Regions from separate parts of the Astyanax mexicanus genome. Here region 2 is linked to region 1. A link is a contact called in public Hi-C data. All regions are on one chromosome and are shown on one strand. The core of a region is the stretch at or near the end of the contact, and the rest is flanking DNA. Distances in the headings are between cores, read along the strand shown.

Evidence for each region. Hi-C and Micro-C count contacts between places; a contact is called where the count stands out from the background.
Region 2: a contact with region 1 is called in a Hi-C map of muscle, with 17 times the contacts expected there. The contact joins the enhancer-like site here to the promoter of spred2a in region 1. A contact is called at or near these places in 2 of 3 Hi-C or Micro-C datasets (both in muscle).

What each region holds. Positions count from the first base shown.
Region 1 is chr21:33,212,731-33,217,331 of AstMex3_surface, reverse strand. It overlaps spred2a (sprouty related EVH1 domain containing 2a), which reads right to left and starts at 2,726. Exons shown (of 6, transcript XM_022674566.2): 1 at 2,315-2,726. The coding sequence starts at 2,343.
Region 2 is chr21:33,267,087-33,271,687 of AstMex3_surface, reverse strand. actr2a (actin related protein 2a) reads left to right here. Exons shown (of 9, transcript XM_022674567.2): 8 at 615-747; 9 at 2,293-4,601. The coding sequence ends at 2,463. Among protein-coding and RNA genes, the nearest start is that of actr2a, 20 kb to the left of the region's middle. Within about 2 kb of position 2,332, the one cell type or tissue checked has an H3K27ac peak away from gene starts, as active enhancers do.

The DNA of each region.
Region 1 (4,601 bases), core at 1,477-3,976:
TCTAAGTTCACAGACAACATTATAGGAATGTTTAGTAACGTTTTGAAAATGTTCCAGAAAGATTAGCCTATAAGCATTAGGATTGTTTTGCTGAATTTCAGCCTAATCTTCTGTTTAAGATGGTCTAAATTTATGGAAAACATTACATGAACCTTTAGCAACATTTTTTAAATGTTCCAAAAAGATTAGCCTGTTAGCTTTAGGTAAGTTCTGCTAAAAACTCCAGCTTAATCTTCTGTTTTAGTTGGTCTAAGTTCACAGAGAACATTATAGGAACACCTAGCAACGTTTTGAAAATGTTCAACAAAGGTTAGCCTACAACATTACAGAAATAATGCTCCAGCAGGCCAATGTTCAGCAACCCTGAGCTCCCTTTTAACTCCCATGAGTCCACAGTGTCCTAATAATAAAAACAGTCACATTTTCTAATAAAATAAATACCTAATACTGTTATTTAAAGACATGCTGTTCTTTATAAACCAGTAGAAGAACCCTATAAAGACCAGAGGAGGCCTCAAAACAAACAGATTAGCATCAATCAGCTAATACTCTGTTATACTGGATATTCCTGGATATTGTAACAGTTTTACTGTTTCATAGCTTTATAATGACCCTACTGGAGAAACTGGGTGATGTATAAAGGTAGGTAATACATGCTAAAGCTAAACATAGCTAGGACTGGTGGGCAGCACAGGAGCTAACCCTGGCTCTGCTGAACACGGTCTGGGCTGATCTTCCCCTTAGGCTCAGAGCCACTGGGACTTTTTATGAATGAAGATCAGTATGCAAATTAGTTACTTTAGGGAAAAATAAAAACAGAAATTGCAGATATTACATAGCAGGTAACACACACACACACGTCATGCTGGTATTCATTACTTTATGGGGAATTTATAAATTAAGCAATATGTACAAATAAAAAAATAACTATACATAAAAATAGAGACAGAGATAAATTAGATTTTCTACATTAAAAATTGAATATTAAAGATTTGAAGAAACAAGTAAGGGGCATCATATATGACCCAGACAGTATAAATACTTTTACTTTTTTACTTTAAAAAAGTATTTCTACAATACATATTAATACACTACATATTTGATTACTGAAATATCTAGAACTATCTTTCCCTATATCTCTCCCTGATATTTATTTAAAAAACTAGACCAATTTCTTTGATTTCCAGTTTTTTTATTTTTACCAAATTGAAAACCTCTAGAATATAATCAACAGGAAGATGGATGATCACAAACCATCAAACCAAGCTGAACTGCATGAAATTTTGCACCAGCAGTGAGTAGCATAAAGTTATCCAAAAGCAGTGTGTAAGACTGGTGGAGGAGAACATGATGCCAAGATGCATGAAAACTGTGATTAAAAACCAGGGTTATTCCACCAAATATTGATTTCTGAACTAAACTTTATGAATATGAACTTGTTTTCTTTTTATCTCGGCCATTTCTCATTTTCTGCAAATAAATACTCTAGATTACTTATATTTTTATGTGTCGTCTGTAGTTTATAGACTAAAACAACAATGTTCATTTTGCTCAAAACATAAACCTATAAATAGCAAAATAAAAAAAAAACTGATTCAGATACTGAAGTGGTCTTTTTATTTTTACCAGAGCTGTAATATATATATATATATATGTGTGTTGTGTATGTATGAACAGTGTGTTGCCAAATATTCCCACAATCCCAGAACGTCAGTGCTTTCCATCCAGGGAACATTTGGTCTCCGGAAAAGAATACAAAAACACCCTCAGACAGACAGACAGACACGCATGACAACCAAGAACAGCGTGCTGGAAACACAGTGTGTGTTAAACACCACATAAACACCACATCTCCTCACCACATACAGCCCTTATAATAATAATAATAATAATAATAATAATAATAATAATAATAATAATAATAACCAAAGTAAAGCGCATTCTTTGATCCTTTCAGCAAACGTTTCCGTTTTCAGACCCCAACTGTGACCCCCCTAAACCCCCCTTCCTCCACTGCTCTCCACAGTAAAGCAGGAGCAGCAGCAGTGGGGAGCGGAGGGGGACGCGCGGCCTGGCCGCGTCATGCTGCACCTTTTTCGGGGTGGATTTCACGCAGCTCCCGCTGCCCCGAGGGCGCGCGCCCCGTTTTTATTATGTGCACTAAAATAAAAGCATTGCGTCTCACGTGGGGCATAAATGCGCACACGCACACACGCGTATGCACGAATAGACACATGCATTGCACACACACGCACACACACACACACACAAAGGAAAGTACACGCTGGGCTGCTGCTGCCTCTTGCTTACTCACTCGTCTGGCTGCTGCGATTCCTCGGTCATTTTTCCCCCTCCTCGGCTTCACCTACAGCAGCAGTGCACGGTTCCCATTGCGCGCTCCCGTGCGCGCTCACGCGTCATTTTTCCTCCTCTTTTCTTTCTCTCTCTCGCTCTCTTTTTCTTTCCCCCTCTCAATCTCTCCGTCTCTCCTGCTTTATTTCGCGTTATTCCTCCGTTTTTCCTCCCCGATCCTCTCTCCCTCTCCCTCCTCCTCCTCTTCCACCGGCTGCTCGTCGTCCTCCCGCCCCGTCCGCTGCTCTGTGGCCGGGACTGTGCGCGCTGCGCTCGGCGAGGGCGGCCCCATCGCCCGCTGCTACTCCATGTTGGGCTCCTTCGTGTGGAGGCGAGCAGAGCAGAGCGCAGCGCAGGACTCGGTCTGTGGAAAAGAGACGGGGGGAGGGAGGGCGGGGGGAAGTGTGTGTGTGTGTGTGTGTGTGTGTGAGTGTGTGTTGAGGGGGGATGTGAGGGTGGGGGTGTAGAATGTGGAAGGAAGAGAGGGGGGGTGCGGAAGCAATGACGTCAGAGAGTGGAGGAAGGGACGGAGGGAGATCCGCATGGTTGGGGTCGACACACACACACAGAAAAGTGCAAATTATTGCATCCACGCGCCCTCTAGCGCACAAAATAGAATGCAAAATTCAGTTTAAAGGAGCACTAAACCCCCTGATTTTAAATTTGAAAAAGGCTAAACGGGCACTGGGTGATGTATGGGTTTAGAGCTGGGGCCCAGAGGGAGAGCTGGTTGTACTTAAAATATCGTATTTACGATATGTGAGAGCATATGAATGCCACCACAAATTCCAAACTATTTACCAGTGGGAAAGATTTTTAGACAAGGGACAGAGGGAGATCTGTAAGGGGCAGTAAACCCTCTGATTTTAAATTTGGAAAAGGCTAAAGGAGCAGTGGGTGATGTATGGGTTTAGAGGAATGGCATTAAGGAGAGCTGATTGGCTGAGCTATAGCAGCAGCAGCCGTGTTCCTCTTGCTCCCTTCAAGTACTGTCGGAAATATCGTATTTACGAGATGAGGTTGGCTGTGGTTGGGGTCCACACACACACAAACACACACACACACACACACAGATGTGTGCAAATTATTTCATCCACGCGCCCTCTAGCACACATAAAAGAGAATGCAGCATTCAGCTGAAAGGGGCACTAAACCCTCAAATTTTACATTTGAAAAAGGCTAAAGGGCCACTGTGTGATGTAGGGGTTTAAGGGTTTGGCAAGTCGTGTCAAAATTATTGTATTTACGAGATTAAAGCACATGAATACCACCACAAACTCCAAACTATTTACCAGTGGGAAACTCTGATTTTTAGATAAGGGACAGAGGGAGGTCCAAGAGGTGCATTATCTTGTGATCATATAAAATTCTCAAGCAATTTGATGCTTTAATGTTATTTATCATTATTGTTATTAGATTTAATTTAATTGCAATTGTACTTATAGATTCTAAATATTAGATTACATTATTATTATTATTATTATTATTATTATTATTATTATTTTATATTCTCTGTATGGTGTATGTGTGGTGCAAAAAAGATAAGTAAATAATTGTTATATGATTTTTAATTATTAGAAGAAAATGTAAAACAATAATGTAATGTAGTTATAAGTTATATAGAAGTATAATTGTAACGAATTTTGTTTTCATTGCAATATTATAAATATAATATCAAAATAAACCATCAAATTGCTTACATAAGTAATGTTAATATATAAGTATAATATGTACTCAATTATAATTTAATAAATATCTGATGTAACAGAGTAAAACCAACAACAGCAAAAATAATAAAATGAAGGAAGAAAACAGTCTGTGCTGATTTTAATGCAATAAGTGAAATGTAATTTCACAGCGAGGCTTATATGTTGGTTATACAACATTTATTACAACATTTATTACAGTTTCACTACTTTATTACCAATTAACGCCACCAAGCGACCTCTAGCGCCTGTGGAGGAAACTACAGCGGCGCTGCTCACTTTTATTAATAGACACTAATACTAACACTTACACTTTCTCTCACACTAATATAATACACTTAAACACAAGGAGAAATTAGGAAAAGAAAGTGCTTAAAGAGAAGGAAAAGCCAGAGGGATAAAGAGAAAAAGAAAACATCTGAAAGAACTAAAAGAAATACAAACAGATGAAAAGAAAAAAGAATGAAAGAGAAATGACAAAAAAAATAGGAAGATGGAGGATAAAAAGAAAGAAAAGGGTGGAAAAATAACAGGGAAAGCAAG
Region 2 (4,601 bases), core at 1,083-3,582, 55 kb before region 1:
TGTTCAAAAACCAATATGAAGTAATTTAGTTTTACAGGAGTTAGTTTAGTTCTCCAGCACCAAGACTCGAGACTGGAGCTTAATTAACATTACCCGCTAATCACGCTTAGCGCTAGCTCGTTCGCCGTTCAGAGATGAGTGTAGCCTGTGCGTTTATCATTTTAAAACAAGCTACGTGAGATTTACTCTAACCATGGCTAGCGGTTAGCCACTAATGCTAATGCTGCTGCACCCAGCCTTAGTGGAAATCTGGAAATCTAAGCTTGCTGTAAATAAACACAAGTGCTTTACTCACCCAAATAAACAGTTTTCAGGAAAGAAATCTGTGTAGATTAACATCCAGTCCTTGTTTGACTTTAAAATATATCTTTTTTAAGAATTACAGTTTTGTTTACTCAGCTTAGCTTTACAGGTCTCTCATGACAACAACCCTGTTCCTTACTAGTGTCGCATAATGCTCCTTATAATCTGGTGCGCCTTATGTATGAAAATAGATGTTTATTGATAGTGTGCCTTATAATCCGGTGCACCTTACAGTGTGAAAAATGTTCAGGAACCTGTTCATTAGTGTTTTTACTGCATTATATTTGAACCCTTTTTCTGTATCTCCTCAGGGCTGAGTTCTATAAGCATATCGTGTTGTCTGGAGGATCTACTATGTACCCTGGTCTGCCGTCTCGTCTGGAGCGTGAGCTCAAGCAGCTTTACCTGGAGAGAGTCCTTAAAGGAGACGTGGACAAGCTCTCGGTTAGTATACACACACAGATTCCATGAATCTGAGGATTGTAACTATCTAAAACTTCCAGACAAAACGTCTATCAAATCTTGGGACATTAATGTGTAGAGTGTGTATAATGTTGCGTCTCCACCACCAGATGGTGCCAGTAGCCTGCGCTCCACAGTGAGACAGCTCCCAACATGTAAGCCTCCTATTGTGGTGCATCTCCACTGAAAGGCCTAAAGACACACTGATCAATTATTAAAACTAGGCTCCAGATCACTTTAGTAAAAGTGTTTAACGAAACACAACTTGTGCATTACTTGTATTGTAGTTAATCAGCTATTTCCTCTTAGTTGTATATGGTAACAATATGGCACAATGGCTTAGGCCCAATTCTGTTCCTCCCCTTGCCCCTACCATTTACCCCTACATCTTAATTTTGAGTGTAACCCTTCCCTTTCGAACAGAGTTACAAGGGGAAAAGGTGAAATCCTCCTCCTAAGAAATGGGATGATCCTTCAAGCACCCGATACATCATTAGGAGCGCTAAAGTTCAGTAACCTAGCTGCTGCTGCTGATTAACTAGTTAACTTTAGCTTGTTTAGCTTTTATTTTATTTTATTTTATTTTTCCGTTCCGCCTTAAATGCTGGAAACCCTGCCGTCTGTTGCACCATTTAATGTGAAACAGGAAAGTTAGCTAGCTAGCTACCTCTAAGATTTGAGACACAAGATTAGCAATTTTTTTTTTATTTTTATGCTTGTTATGAAGAATTCGGACATAAAACATTGAAACTACACATTGAACTACAGTAATATAGTGATAATCGTCACTTTTAACAGGGAAATACTCACATTTCTGAGTTTCTTACCAGTGATTCTCATACCTCTCTGTTTGAAATATGCATCTGGAAAATCTCTGTTTGAAGGGCTAACAAGCTCTATCCCTTCCACTGACCTACCCCTCCAGCCTAATGAGAATCAGGACACCCCTACCCCTTGTGGTGCATGCACAAAACAGAGGGGTAGGGATACAGGGTAAAATGGGATTGGTCCTTACTGTTTAGTACCTTTGCCTCACAGCACATTGGTCTTCAGTTCAAGTCCCCATCTGTGTGGGGTTTCCATGTTTTCCCATTTCCATGTATGAGGGTGTAAGTGTGTGTGTATGACTGTATGCACAGAAATTTTTAGATCGGTAATGGATTGTGCTGGGTCAGTTGCCCGATAGTGGAGGGTTGTTTCCGGTTGAGAGTATGCTGTGCGTGATTGGCTGCTGTTTCTCACCAGTGTGTTTTGATGATTGTAAGTGATAAAGTAAGTGAGTAGAATGTAAATTAAATTAAAAGTGTCCTGTAGGAGAAGACCAACACACCAATCCAACACCAGCACTGTAAACTGTGCAGTAACAGATTCAGAGCTTCTTTCTTCTTTTTCTGACTTTACTTTATCTTTTAAGGTGGATCAGCTATAAGTAGGGGTATTTGACCACTGTCTATTCTATTAGAAACTGTGTTTAAAAGCTGTGTGTGTGTGTGTGTGTGTGTGTGTGTGTTTTTTTCCTCTGTGTAGAAGTTTAAGATCCGTATTGAAGACCCTCCTCGCCGTAAGCACATGGTGTTCCTGGGCGGAGCCGTGTTGGCCGACATCATGAAGGATAAAGATAATTTCTGGCTGACCAGAGAAGAATACCAGGAGAAGGGCATGCGTGTGTTGGAGAAACTCGGAGTGACCGTCAGATAAACCACAACACACACACATGCACACACACAAGGAAAATCACTTGCACACACACACACACCTGAGTTATTTCACATACACATGTAAACAGGGTGGCATTTTGGCAGTGTATAAATGGGGAAACAAAAAAAATAATAAGAAGAGTTGGCAGAAGATACTTGATTGTATACGTCAAATACTTGAATTTTGCATTTTCTTATTATAATTATATTCTCATCAAACGATTGGTGCAACATTCTTCCATAAACAGAAGAGTTCTGCCAGTTGACGGCCTGATAACTGTTAGAAAATCGATTGGTTGAATAATAAAAAAAAAAAAAATCAGATTTACTGTTTATGCTGCCAAAATTAATCCTAGAAGAAGGTCGGCCTCTCTTGCTCTCTCTCTCTTTCTCATTTTTCTCTCGCTCTCTCATTTCTCTCTTTCTCTCGCTCTCAGTCTATCTATCTATCTATCTATCTATCTATCTATCTTTCTCTCTCTCTGTCTCACTTGGCCATTGACCTAGACATTGGTGTACATCACTAATTCTCGTCTGCTTGATGTTTTGTTGCCATAAATCACGTTTTTAAAGAACACACTGTTCAGAGAGAGAGAGAGATTATCTAAATAAATAAAAAAGACTTAAAAATGTAAAAACAAAATTGTTTTAAAAAAAGAAAGAGTGAAATAACAACAGTAGCCATTTTTGCTGATGAAGATTACGATAGACAGTATAATATTTAAGGCCGGTGGTATCAAATGTGTAAAAGGCGTCCTGTCCTGAGGCAGGCTGCTTTTTATTATTTTTTTTTGTTTATGTAAAATGTTTTTCTTGTCTTTTTTTATTTCCTTTCCTATGTTTAAAGACCTCTGATGTTGTAAGTTGTTCAGTAGCACATCTAATGCCCATTTTAGGATTTAAAACTGCTGGATTTTTTTCTGAATGACAGAAATAAATGTGATTTTTGGAGAAAAAAAAAGTAGTAATTTTTCTTATTAATTCAACATGTTGCTTCCTTGGATTACGAGGATTTTTTTATGTGGATAGACATTCATTTAAACATATGATGTAAAATAAAGTGGCATATTGTATAAAATACCCAGAACAAACAAGCAAGCATTGCTAATGCTATAGTAAAATAGAGTAGGGTATTATATGCTGTAGTAGACTGTAGTGTAGTCATTGGTCTTGCCTTGTAATTACAAATGTCCAGAGCCAATCAGGAGGAAAATTAAGGCTATTTATTCTAAAATGCTACCAGTGATACCAGCTGTAACTCATTGATACCAGCTGTAAATAAAAGATAAATTAATTGTGGTTATAATGAGTAAAAATGCACCTACATATGAGTAATTTTATGTAAATTAATATGTAGCGTTGAAATATCCACTAGTTAGAATTATAGTGTAGACAAAAATAATGTATAACAATTTTCCTTGTAAAACAAATTAGTGCATGTTTTATTTTTATTTTTTTACTAGTAAAAATATGATTATAGATAAGATAAAGTAAAATTCTATGTGAATCCATTGTAACATTATAATAGTTAGAGTTGTGAAGGATTTTTAATCTTCCTGGATGGATCTTCAATCTTTAAATCTGATAATTAATAATAAAAAAAGTGAATAGTTGGTCCTAAAATATTAATTTATACTAAGGAAAAATATATTTAAAAATTACATAAAATTTAAATTAAAGTTTATAATGGTAATTATTAAATTAGCTTGTACTCAATAATGGCAATTCATGGCTAAACCTGCAAAAAAATTTGATTTTCCAAAGGTCCCATTTGTTTCTGTCATACAGAAATCCAGACACAAAATATATATATTTCACACTTCTACTCAGTGATAAAACTTTTGCATCCGGACTGCAATTAAAAAATCAGGAGGACCAGTGAGGTTTTTTTTTTAGGCTTTCTCACTCACGTGACATCGCGTTCAGTAGCTCCTCCATTTCCACTTGCTGTGTTGCTTGTGTTTTTAGGCGGATCTCCGTGGAAATGTGCGCCCAAAGTGTAATTACGGTGCGCGGCAGTGGACAAATAGCTATTTTATTAAATGTGAGGAGACGAAACTTAGAGATGTGCGTCTGGGCAGGACTAAAATTACTGGAGGACCGCGGAGTTCAGCGAAAAACAGTAGATAAATCAGCCTG